Linked DNA regions of Mus musculus: regions 1 and 3 are each linked to region 2. A link is a contact called in public Hi-C and HiChIP or PLAC-seq data. All regions are on one chromosome and are shown on one strand. Each heading gives the region's core, a stretch centred on a gene start, on an enhancer-like site or on the middle of the called end of the contact. The rest is flanking DNA. Distances are from core to core; before and after follow the strand shown.

Region 1 (3,777 bases), core at 1,015-3,514, 330 kb after region 2:
AACAGAGATTACAAAGGCCCTGGCATATTCAATTTCAATGTTATTATTAATATGGTACTTGTGTCTTCCTTCCTATCCCCTAACTAGATATGACAAATGATGGGGTTCAGAAATAACCTGGGGTTCACCACCATAGTCTGTATCTCTCTTACGGTTGAGTCATCTAACAAGGAAAAAATGGTTTCAAAACTTGAATCTATTTCAGAAAGGAAGAAAACATTTTGCCTCTTTTTTGGTCTCCTTAAAATGCTGATTAAGTTCAGACAGGGCCCTCTGCAGGCAGACTTTCCCTGTAATGGTGAGCATCTAGTTAATAACAGCTCAGAGAATCCCACAGCACACACTACAGCTCCAATGGAGGGGAAGGCTGCCTCTTTATCTACTTAATCTATCCACCCATACACTCATGTTCTAATCTATCTATTCAGTCAGTCGGCTCCCCATTTCCCACTCCAATGTGTAGTGATAACATGCTGAGCCATACATGACATTTTTACTATGACTGACAATGAATAGCACGAAAACAAAATGACTCCATGGTAAACACAAATGGGTGGAGCAATTCTAATATGCATTGATGTTTTTAGTATATCTTTAGCTTTCAAGTGTATACTGAAGGAACAAAGCTCAAAGTGGTTAGTGTCTGGCACAAAGTGACCCAGAATGAAAGCAATTATTGGGGCTGGAGAGATACCAGGGTAGGTGGGACAGGGACCGGACCGTGTGAGACCCTATAAAAACGTTATCTTTCACTCAAAGAAGGATGGAAATGCATTAGGCTTTCCTCAGAGAAACATCATGATAATGTCGATTTGAAAAAGGTCCATGTGGATGACATAAGGAGGTCAGAAGCAAACAGAAGTTCGAAAATTCCTGCATCCTCCAGAGGATGGTGAGTCAGACAGAGGCAGTGAGCTCCGGCCAGATCTCGATGCTCTGGAAGTACAGCTGTCAAGATGGATTGGGGGCGGGCTGTGAAAGGAAGAGGGAAAGGGGCCGAATAATGTTCCAGGCTGTATAATCTGAGGAGCAGGGCTCGACAGTTTCCCCAGATCTATTAGCTAGCTCCCTGCTTTCCTGTTATTTGGCGCAGATGTCCTCTGTTCAGAATGGCTCTCACGAGCCATGTGTAGCAAGCATTCAGATTGTTCACACATGTTAGTTCACTCTCCTTTTAAGGAGATGGGAGAATTGTCGTGTGTCCTATTTAACTCAGGTTGATCCTATGTCCAGTTTTTGGCTAGTGAAATGTGAGCCATTTTCAGGTAAAAATTTTAATAGCTAGTTTTGTGTCTTACCTTTTTTTTCTTTTTCCCCTAGTAGGGCAACTAGAAATTTCCTCTAGAGCAGTGGTTCTCAACCTGACCCTCAGCCATAAAATTAATTCGTTGCTACTTCATAAACTGTCATTTTGATCCTGTTATGAATTGTAATGTAAATATATGCTATGTGACCCTGTGGGGGGTCGTGACCTACATGTTGGTAAGTGCTGTTCTAGAGCCTGTCTAGAGTGAGGAATAAAGAATCCAAGTCTCAGATGTTCTTTGGTGGTCATGAGGTATGAAGTAGGAGCAAATCATGGTTGTTATAAACCTCTAAGGTTTGGAGAATTGTTTGTTATTGCAATATAACCAGCCAATTCTGACTGATATATCACATTTTACATAAATAAAAAGACTTGTAGCCTTCTTCAACTCTTTCATACCCCCTCACTTTTACCACCTCTGGACACCACTCATATTGTCTTTCCTTTGTAATGAACATCTGATAAGGACAGACCTCTGGTCCTATCTGTTCACTATTGTGTCCAGTACTTACACCAGTGTCTGACTCATATCGGGCACCAAGGGAAAACTTGGTGAGTGAATGAATTAATGAATGAACGAACAAATGAACAAATGAACGGATGCATGCAATGAGACATTAGGGAGCATGTTACAGAGCAAGAAGAATTAATGCTAAATCTTCCAAGAACACAGAAGCTTTCCAAGGTAAGAAGGAAGCCTGTGGAGAGACTAAGAAGTCCAGGGGACTCTAAGAACCTTTGTCACCTTAGACTACAGCTGTGCAAAGAATTAGAGGTCAAAGAAATTGCAAGATGAGAGATAAGATTACAGACATAGGTTGGATGTGTGTGTGTGTGTGTGTGTGTGTGTTTATTTAAGGGACCTTTCTGTCCTTTTCTAATATGCAGGGACTTTATTTCTTGTACTGTAATGAGCCAACAGAGTTTTTAAAACAGGAAATGACAAGAAGAGTTTTGACTCTGCCTGGACAAATTACATCCAGGGAGCAATTTCTGTTCCTCATTTCTCTCTGGCCACTGCACTGATGTCACCCTGCATCAAATCATTCCTTTGTTTTGTTTTGTTTTGTTCTGTTTTGTTTTGTTTTGTTTTTTTAAAAAAAAAACTCAACAAATGTTTCCTGCTTGCTTGAGCAGTATACAATATATAGTACACAGGGGACAAGCAAAAGGAACACACTCTATACCTCAGATGTGCTTGCCTTGAGAGGGGTTCAAAGCTAATACACAAACGGTAGCTCTACAAGCCACAGAACAAAAAATCCTGGGTGGAGCTTCTGGTTTCTGTGTACCTTTAGTCTCATCTTCACATTTACTCTTGCTCCTTAGCTGGGCTCCTCTAAATCTCCCTTGGTCATTTGGGACCATTTCCATCCAGTGCAAAACAGAGCATCTCTATCAAGTCTCAAAAACAGCAGCACTTGGCATTTTAAAACATTTTACAAAACACCCCAACATGCACATGATCTCACTCCATCCTTTTAAGAGCCCTAGAAATAGTATAAAAGTAAAGCCAAACAAGGGGGGATGGGTTTTGAGAAATTGCAAATTGTCCAAAGGCATTTAATCAGAAAGGCTTGGAATGTGGACCACAAAGAATAGACATGAGTAAGGAAAGATCCACATGGACTAGTAGATCCTTGGTCCCATAGCTGGAATTCCACTGGGTTTGCCTCTGATTAAAATTGCATTCTTGCACCTATGGAACCCCAGATACTGCGACAAAGAAAATAGTCTCTGCTTTTTCTGGAAGTTAGTATCACAGTGTAGAGTCTACAGTCTCCTCTGTTCCATGGCCGAGTTTCCCTTCCTCTACAATTCCTAATAAACCCATCAGGAAGCTTATGCTATTATGTGGTACTGGGCAGAGTTAGTACGTGACATGCCACATGGTGCCACCTCTGCAACAGTCTTCTTTTTAACAAGGGTAACATGCTAGGCTCAGTGGTTTCTGCCCACTCTACCAGTTGTTAGAGAGCAGTTTTTCTTGCTGACAAAGGACAGTAAAACTGTCAGGTCCCAGAACTGACTATTCCAGAAAAAAAAGCTCTTCAGAAAATCTGTTTTACTCATTCCTTTCCTTGATGTGCTTTTTGGTGACCTAACATTTTGGAGTCTCACCAACTTGTAGGGCTAACTGGCGCCGTTTGAAACACTCAGTCATGGGTAAGAAATGCCATAGAGGGTCAACAGCATCCTCAGCACCAGGTCCCCCACATGAGTGCATCTGGCAGTTCATGCTTTACAAGTGGCTCCCTGGCAGGACTCAGTACCTGTGTCACTTTGTTTATAAGCTGACATCTCTTGCTCCTTGGTGTTCCACTCCTCTTGGTCTCGCCATCTGGAGATGAGCTTCCAAGAAGATGCCATAGCCTGTAGGTATCTAATGGGCAATTTCTTATTCCTGGTGTTCCCTGGCCTCCTCAGAAATGTCTGTGATTCCAATTATGTAACAACACCATGTTTAGACT
Region 2 (3,885 bases), core at 1,315-3,814:
ACACTTGTCCAAAAGAAACCTGGAAAATGCACGGAGCTGCAGTGCTCAGGCCTGGCCAGCAAGTGCTCTACAGCTAAGTAACAGCACAACCTCCAAGTAAATGAAGGTCTTCTGACTATTACCTTAAAACTATGTTTTACGTGAGTGTTTTGCCTTCATGTGTGCTTATCTATGTGTCTGGTGCCTGTGAAGGTCAGAAGAGAGTGTTGGATCTCCGGGACTGGAGTTATGGATGCTTGTGAGGCACCATGTGGATGCTAGAAACTGAACCCAGGTCTTCTGTAAGAGCAACAAGTGCTTTTAAGTCCTGAGTCACCCCTCCAGCCCCTCTAAGTATTATCTTAATCATAATTCATGAACACTAATACTATAAGCCACGTTTTAAATGTACTTTTTCTCTTCATAATCATTTAATCAAGCAACTAAATTTAACATTACCCATTTTCCGGAGAGAAAATGAGGCAGAGGGAACTTAACTTTGCTCAAGTGGTTCAGTTGGAATTTAAAAGCTAACAGTTTCATTTCTTAGGATATACATCACATGAACATTGAAATGCTTCTCACTGTCAGTAACTGCCATGAGTCATTAGATCTTGTCTTTAAGGAAATTAAGTCTACCTTTGTTTTTATTTCCTTGAAAAACATAACAGAAAGCAGGACCACAATTCTAAATTTAAGTAAATGCTACCTATTAATTTGCTAAACAGCATTTGTGAGATCCTCTTTAAAATCTCTATTTAGAAAGGCTTCATTCAAAATACATTTCTGCTCTCTGGAGAAAGGGGAACAGTTGTACACTAATGGTCACTTTATTCATTAACTAATTCACATAAACCAGTAAACTAGCCTTCTAAATTGTAAGATCCGCCCTAGATATTATTTATAAAATGTGGAAATTGGCTGAGAACTAGAGATTTTATTGAAAATTGCATTTGTTTACTTAGTCAAGGAAACTTTACTGAGCTCTATGTACTAAGCTTAGACTGCAGGCTCTTTGCACCCACTGCCATGCTGAACCTTGTGTCAAGTCATTAATGCCAGACAGAGATTGATGAAGATGATGTGGAAATGAAAGAAAGCAGACAGGCATCTTCAAAGCAGAACAACTAAACCCGGTGTTCTGTTTCTCTGTGGCTATTAGAGCAGTAACTTTCAGGCGATGCACCCACACTCCCATCTCAGCCTCCACAATGCTAGGATTACAGACATGTGCCACTGGACTCAGCTCACAGTTTACTTTGATAGCTGCTGGAACAAGTCATCATTTAGTTTCACAAAGGACTCCTTTATGACGTGATCACTTTGACTACTTAAGTAAATTTTCTAGTTCGGAGGCAGAAATGCCACACAGTTAGATTTTAAAAAGATAATTTATCAGTGCTATGTACATTTATCTAAAATAATGGTGGGATATATTCAACACTGAACACAAACCTGCCACACCCCCAATACATAGACAGTAAACACAAGTACTGATATTCAGATCCACAATGCTGGCAGCACCATGTTGCTTGTCCTGCATCAAACTCTAAACCCTGGACACTCACTGACACAATGCCTGACTACCTCTCAGGTCCAACAGTACTTTCTAACTCAGAAAGTTCTAGAAAATTAACTGCAAACTGTCTTAAATTTGTATGCAGCAAAGCAGACTGTGTCCAGGGAAGAAGCAAACCTGTTATAGGAGTACATAACATGTCCACCTGGCACAAGAAAGCTGTACCTGAACAACTGTAGCTACACCTAACAGCTCCTTCAGAATTGACAAGCTTTAGGCAAAAGCTACCCCAAAGCAGAGTGATTACATTACTGTTAAGGGCCTACTTATTTTTAAAATCTGCAAAAGTGGGTACAATTCTGTTTGTCATTTGCCTTAAATATGAAAAACTTCCCATCCCAATTCTTAAAGGTACCATCAATGATTTATACCTAGTTCATTTTACCTAACATAAACTAAACCTATCGTCTTTCTTAATCTACCATTCATATTCAATTTTTTCTTTATTTCTTTTAGAAAAAACCCAAAACTACAGATTTGTCTAAGCATTTAAAATTAAATAAACAACGGACTGCTGACTGCTGACTCCTGCCGCACACAATGGCTTCCAAATTACCTGATGCCAATTTTCTGATCAGTCTTAAAAGAGAAAAGACGAAAAAAATCAAGAGGCCAGCCAGAATGGGGCATGCTATGAGATTTAAAATCACTCTAGCTCATAGAGTCTACAATTTTCATAACCACATAACAATATGTAGTATTTCTAAAGCGAACAGATTTGGCACTAAAAACACACAACACGGCTTTAGGTTAATACAAAAGCTTCCTATGTTTTCAAATAAAAGCGAATGTTCAAAATCAGCAAATCTTACCACTCATTTTGTTTCTACAGGAGCAGCAGCCAGCGAACAAGAAAACCCAACAAGGAAACGGCGTAGTACACGTTAGCAGCTTTAATTGGAGAACAGTTTCGCTTTTTTTTTTTTTTCCTCAAAGCTGGTAAGAGGAAAAGATCCTTTGACCGAGTCACGTGACCGGTATCACATGACCCGCAGTGAACCGGGAAAGACCGGGAGAGGAAACAGCGCAGAGGGTACGCTGGGGCGCTACTGAAACAAAACACTTAAAGGCTTCTTCAGCTGCTTTCCTGACTGCAACGCGTTCTGCCTTAAGAGCCAAAGTAAACCCTAATCAAAAGAACCTGGTGGATAGGCACGCGATGGAAAACCATCCTCTTTGTGTTCGCGGTTTGACTAACGCAGCCTGCTGCTTTTTCACATAGAAAGATTGGGGTAAAATGAATTCAAAGCCTTGATCCAAAATATGAGTGTATAGTTTGTGATCATTTCATGCTCGATACTCAAGCTATGCCTATAACACACAGAGAATTGCCCACACAATAGAATTAAATGACAAGTTCCTTACAGGTGGAATATATTTCAGGCTTGTTTTGTTTTTCCTTAAAAGCTAATGAAGGCTTCTGCTTTTATAGTCAGTGTACTTTGTTTTTAGTGATTATTTTAAAAATAGAACTTACTCTTGACATTAAGGAAAGATCCTTGGTGGATAGTATTCTTAAAGCAGGAATGTGAAAAATACTCAGTTAATTGAGGTGAAAACTTATTCTTTTGGAAAAAAAATACGCCCCGTAAATTACTTAAGAGGGCATATAAGTTCAGAGGAACTTTATCAACTGCTTACATACACAAGCAATGGCTGGGATCTGTGACACGCACCACAGTGGGGAAGATGGATTTGGGTACTAGGTGATACTAAAAGTTAAAATGAGCTCCGATACTTACTAGCATGGCAAATGTACTACTATTGGGCTCTGTCTCCTGTGGAAAGGTTAAAATGATCAACCTCAAAGCACTGTTGCAGAATCAAGTTAGACAAACTAGTACATGAAATACACTGTTTAGGACCTCTCAGTAACTGATAGTTATTGTAAGTAAAAGTATGATCGCTGACTCTCAAAACTAAAGATTACACAGTGAGACGAACCATGTGGAGTGTCCTACTTGTTAACGCAAACTGAGGTATCATTACTAGAGAAGCTGAGGCAGGAGCAGATAAGTAACTTGAGGGTACATAGGCAAAGGCAGGGTTGCTTCATATAATCACATGTTAAAGGCCAGGCCCTATTTAAAGGCCCAGTGTCTTTCCTGAAGAAGAAAAAAAAAAAAAAAAAAAAAAAAAAAACCTGGCAGGACACACCCCTGGCAACTTGACTCAATAAAAGCAAGTCAGAGGCCAGAGGAGAAGAGACACTGGTTTAAAGTGGAAAAGGGTAATAGCTGACCTTTTATTCCATTATGAATGCATTTCCCCTGAGGCTGTGGGATGGGCGCTTACTTCCCTGTTCTCTCTCACTGCGCCACTCTGCC
Region 3 (3,669 bases), core at 59-2,558, 400 kb after region 2:
GGCCCAAACATCTAGATACAGCCTGAGGCCCCAGCTAGCCAGAAGAAGCCGTGGCCTGGACAGGGAGGAGGTCTGAAGGGCCAAAACTCGAGTGGACATCAGCCTCAGGCATGAACTTCCTCTAAGACACTGGAAAACAAACATGGAAAATTGGTTTGCAAGGTCCCGTGGATACTGAAGGGCCTTGAGCATGTGGCTCTGATAGGCCTTGATCTTCTCCCTTGTTCTCTCTGCCTTGCCAATAAAAAAAAAAAAAAAAAAGAATTCTATTCCTAAAGCTAGCCATCAAGGACCATTCCCTTATTTAGCCATTTCTTCCTCCTGAGGCTGACTGCCAAGGTTCAGCTCTCAAGGTATTGGAAATCCAGTAATGAAAAGCCCCCTTTTGACACATGTAGTTAATATGCCCAGTTACAATTAAACACCTCATCCTAAAACAGGGTTTCCCCCTTTACCTTTATAAACCACCACTTTCCTATGGGCCATGTCTGTCTCCTCTCTAACCAGAGGCAGTCCTTTGTTCCCCAGAACAAATACCCCTTCCCCTCTCATTTGTCTCCTTCCCCTTCTCCTCCTCCTCTTTGTCTCTCATTCCCTGCCCTCTGTCCCTGTGGGACAGACAAATCTCCTTGGTGCTGAGAACTTGGTCTTGGGGGGTTCCTGAGCCAATAACAATGTCTAAAAGACACACATGCAAGGCCCTGGCTAGACCCTACACAAAGGGCCTTCTACCTTGATGGAACTGTTTGAGTGGCATCTACTTCTGCTCTGGGGTCTCTCTCAGACCACTTTCCAGAATGTAAGAAAAAGAAAGGTATCTATCTCCTGCCTGGAATAGCCCCCCCTTCCCACTGTCTCGGTCTGTTGGCTGCAAACTCCTGGGCTGTGTTTTACTGAGAGACTCACCTTTGACCAGAGAATTCTTCGGTGTGGCCTGGCATATCTATTAGTTTACTCCAGAGGGGTGTGTTCACGATGTTAGGATGTCAAAGAAAAGACAGTGATTTTTTTTTCAGAAGCTGCTGGCAAAGGGGATATGGCTAGCAGCTATCAAGCTCTTGAAATATGAAAATTAATTAAATTCAATTTGGAGAATGAGAATCATCACTTCAGATAAGGATACTGTGATAAATAATGCCTTCAGTAAGAAAAGCACTCCTTGCCGTGCCTCCAGGGTCTCATTCTGAGGCTCGCTGAAATGCAAACAAACGAACGAACGAACAAACAGAGTTTATGAAACAAATTGTATTAATGACAACAAGCCAGTCTCGGGCTCCAACACAATCCAGCAAGGGCTGGAGGCCAAGATCTGTGGAGTTTGTCTCAGGAGCCTCTGCCCAAAGCCACAGGGTTGGGAAAAAAAAGATGAGAGGCACAAGAATGCCCCACAGCTCCCCCTAGTGTTGGTGTCTGGTATTCCACCTGAGCCCAGACTTATTTGTAATTAGTAAACTGATTTTTTTCCCTTTCAGCAGGACTCCTTAACAGTAATCAAACACTACATCGCGCACCCACGAGATCCTCTCACTCCTCTACGCTGAGAGTCTTTTTATTTTATGATAGTTGTCTTAAACCAAATGAGGAGGACGAGACGATGAACAGACGGACCTGCCCAAGAAACCAAGATCGGGGATGGGAATGCGATAGATAATCCCTTATTTAAGGAAAACAATCCTCTCCATGTCTCAGGTGCCTCATTTTGAGAGTTTCCGAAATGCAAACGACAACAGCAAAAGAGTTGTTGCTGGGTACTTGTCTAACATGGCACTGAGTAAACCGGATGTGGTGGCTCGTGCCTAAAATCCCACGACCTGGGTGGTTAAAAGCAGAGGGATTAGGAGTTGGAAGTCATCCTCGACCACATACTGAATTAGAGGCCAACCTAAGATATACAAGACTCTGTCGTAGACAAAGCAATGAATGAATGAACGAGTGATTGAACGGATTTGATGTCTTCTTTGCTAGTTTTTGTGGATGGGGACAAAATTAAAATTTGTTTCTTCTCCAATAAAGCTGGAGTAACCCATGTGTCTGCTTCTCAGAGCTACAAAGATTAAATCGGATCAGCCAGGTGCTGGCCACCACACCTCCCAGTATGCAGCACAGGCTGGGTAACCTTGGTTACTGTTTCTGCCTCCTTCAACGGCCCGCTGAGGCCAGACCTCCTCCTGAGAAGACCACAGACACTCTCCGCCCCTCCCTGAGGATGCCAGAGTACCTCTACTCCTATGCCCCATCCCACTACTCCTCAGTTGAAAGTCTTTACCTGGCCCGAGGTTGCTGGACTTATGCTTGCCCCTGTGTGCTAATCAACACGACCAAATGTGTCACGCGTCATTCCCACAGCCTAGGTAATGGCAATGAGACCTTCCATGACCCTGGCCCAGCTCAGCTGCCCTGAAGGTATGCCAGCAGGGTTCCTGCTTCTCAACCCACTCTCGAGATCTGTTCTCTCAGAGCTGGTCCTTCCCACCTTGGGATCCCTAGGATGAGACTGGATGATCGCATCAAGCTGGAGAGAGCATGCTAACTCTCCTTCCACTCTGGGCAGTATCTGTGCCAACTCAGGTTCCTCCAGGGACACCAATCCAGTTTAGCACTTGCAGACTCTTTTGATGAGTTAGATATGGTGATAAACTTGGGTGACAGACAGGAAAATCAGAAGTTCAGGTCCAGCCCAGGCTATAGCATAAGATCCAACCTCAAAGTCTGGTGGAAGACAAATCCATTGTTACAGCACTTGCTTCATTTGTTAGCCTGAGTTTGATACCCAAGTGTGGCGGTTCCCACTTACAGTTGTAGTATTAAGGGGTGGAGACAGAGGATCGCTGTGGCTCACCAGCCAGCCGATCCAGCCTAATTGATGACCTCCTGATCAACCAGATCATCCTGTCTCAGAGAAGGTGGGTGACACCTGAGAATGACACCTGATGTGCTCTGGCCTTGGCAGGACCATGTACACACATGGAATAAACAAGTAACGAAACTGAAAAAAAAAAAATCCTAACTAGTGTGAACTCTGGACTCTGGGTGATGATCTGTGTGGTGGTTTGAATATGCTTGGCCCAGGGAGTGGCACTATTAGGAGATGTTACCTTCTTGGACTAGGTGTGGCCTTGTTGGAGGAAGTGTGTCACTGTCAGGGTGGGCTTTGAAACCCTCCTCCTAGCTGCCTGCAAGCCAGTCTTTCTCCTGTTTGCCTTCAGAGCAAGATGAAGAACTCCTCTGGCCCCATGTCTACCCGGACACTGCCATTCAGCCTACCTTGTTGATGTGGACTGAACCTCTGAACCTGTAAGCCAGCCCCAATTAAATGTTGTGTTTTATAAGAGTTGTCTTGGTCATGGTGTCTCTTCACAGCAATGGAAATTCCACCTAAGACAATCTGCTGTGGTGACAAATGTGCCACTGTGGTGCAGGCGCTTGACAGTGGAGAAAGCCAGCACCAGGGACAGGCGTTAGATGAAACTCTCCGTGCTCAGTTTTCAGTGAACCTGCAAGTGCTCTAAGGAATAATGCTTTTTAAAGGGTTTTTTTTTTGCATTGATTGATTGATTGGTTGATTGGTTGATTGATTGATGGGGTGGGGCACATACTACAGCCTCCATGTTGTCTGTTCTCTTCTCTTTAAGGATGGACTCAGGTTTCCAGACTTAGGAGCAAGCACCA

The links. A called contact is a pair of places that touch in the nucleus more often than the background predicts. HiChIP or PLAC-seq counts read pairs in DNA pulled down with a chosen protein or histone mark.
Region 1: a contact with region 2 is called in an H3K4me3 HiChIP or PLAC-seq map of bone marrow-derived macrophages, with 5 times the contacts expected there. The contact joins two enhancer-like sites. A contact is called at or near these places in 2 of 39 promoter capture datasets (the C10 cell line and cranial neural crest), 1 of 15 datasets of contacts at CTCF or cohesin (the NIH/3T3 cell line), 1 of 484 Hi-C or Micro-C datasets (bone marrow-derived macrophages), 10 of 115 datasets of contacts at active chromatin or transcription factors (the 230-238 cell line, the NIH/3T3 cell line, bone marrow-derived dendritic cells and 5 more) and 2 of 9 other capture datasets (liver and pancreatic islet).
Region 3: a Hi-C map of uterus shows a contact between it and region 2, with 2.9 times the contacts expected there. The contact joins two enhancer-like sites. A contact is called at or near these places in 10 of 39 promoter capture datasets (the 3T3-L1 cell line, the C10 cell line, cranial neural crest and 6 more), 3 of 15 datasets of contacts at CTCF or cohesin (the NIH/3T3 cell line and large pre-B cells), 17 of 484 Hi-C or Micro-C datasets (CD4 T cells, the MC3T3-E1 cell line, bone marrow-derived macrophages and 10 more), 27 of 115 datasets of contacts at active chromatin or transcription factors (the 230-238 cell line, the NIH/3T3 cell line, acute myeloid leukemia and 21 more) and 1 of 9 other capture datasets (adipose tissue).

Annotation. Positions count from the first base shown.
Region 1 is chr14:72,931,552-72,935,328 of GRCm38.p6, forward strand. No RefSeq gene overlaps it. Among named protein-coding and RNA genes, the nearest start is that of Gm41207, 64 kb to the left of the region's middle. Within about 2 kb of position 2,265, at least 32 of the 459 cell types and tissues checked have an H3K27ac peak or open chromatin away from gene starts, as enhancers often do. A contact at or near this core is called in the 230-238 cell line and bone marrow-derived macrophages, where this site is marked.
Region 2 is chr14:72,600,552-72,604,436 of GRCm38.p6, forward strand. All of the region lies in intron 3 of Fndc3a (fibronectin type III domain containing 3A), which reads right to left. Among named protein-coding and RNA genes, the nearest start is that of Fndc3a, 110 kb to the right of the region's middle. Within about 2 kb of position 2,565, at least 368 of the 459 cell types and tissues checked have an H3K27ac peak or open chromatin away from gene starts, as enhancers often do. A contact at or near this core is called in the 230-238 cell line, bone marrow-derived macrophages and uterus, where this site is marked.
Region 3 is chr14:72,999,168-73,002,836 of GRCm38.p6, forward strand. No RefSeq gene overlaps it. Among named protein-coding and RNA genes, the nearest start is that of Gm41208, 13 kb to the right of the region's middle. Within about 2 kb of position 1,309, at least 12 of the 459 cell types and tissues checked have an H3K27ac peak or open chromatin away from gene starts, as enhancers often do. A contact at or near this core is called in uterus, where this site is marked.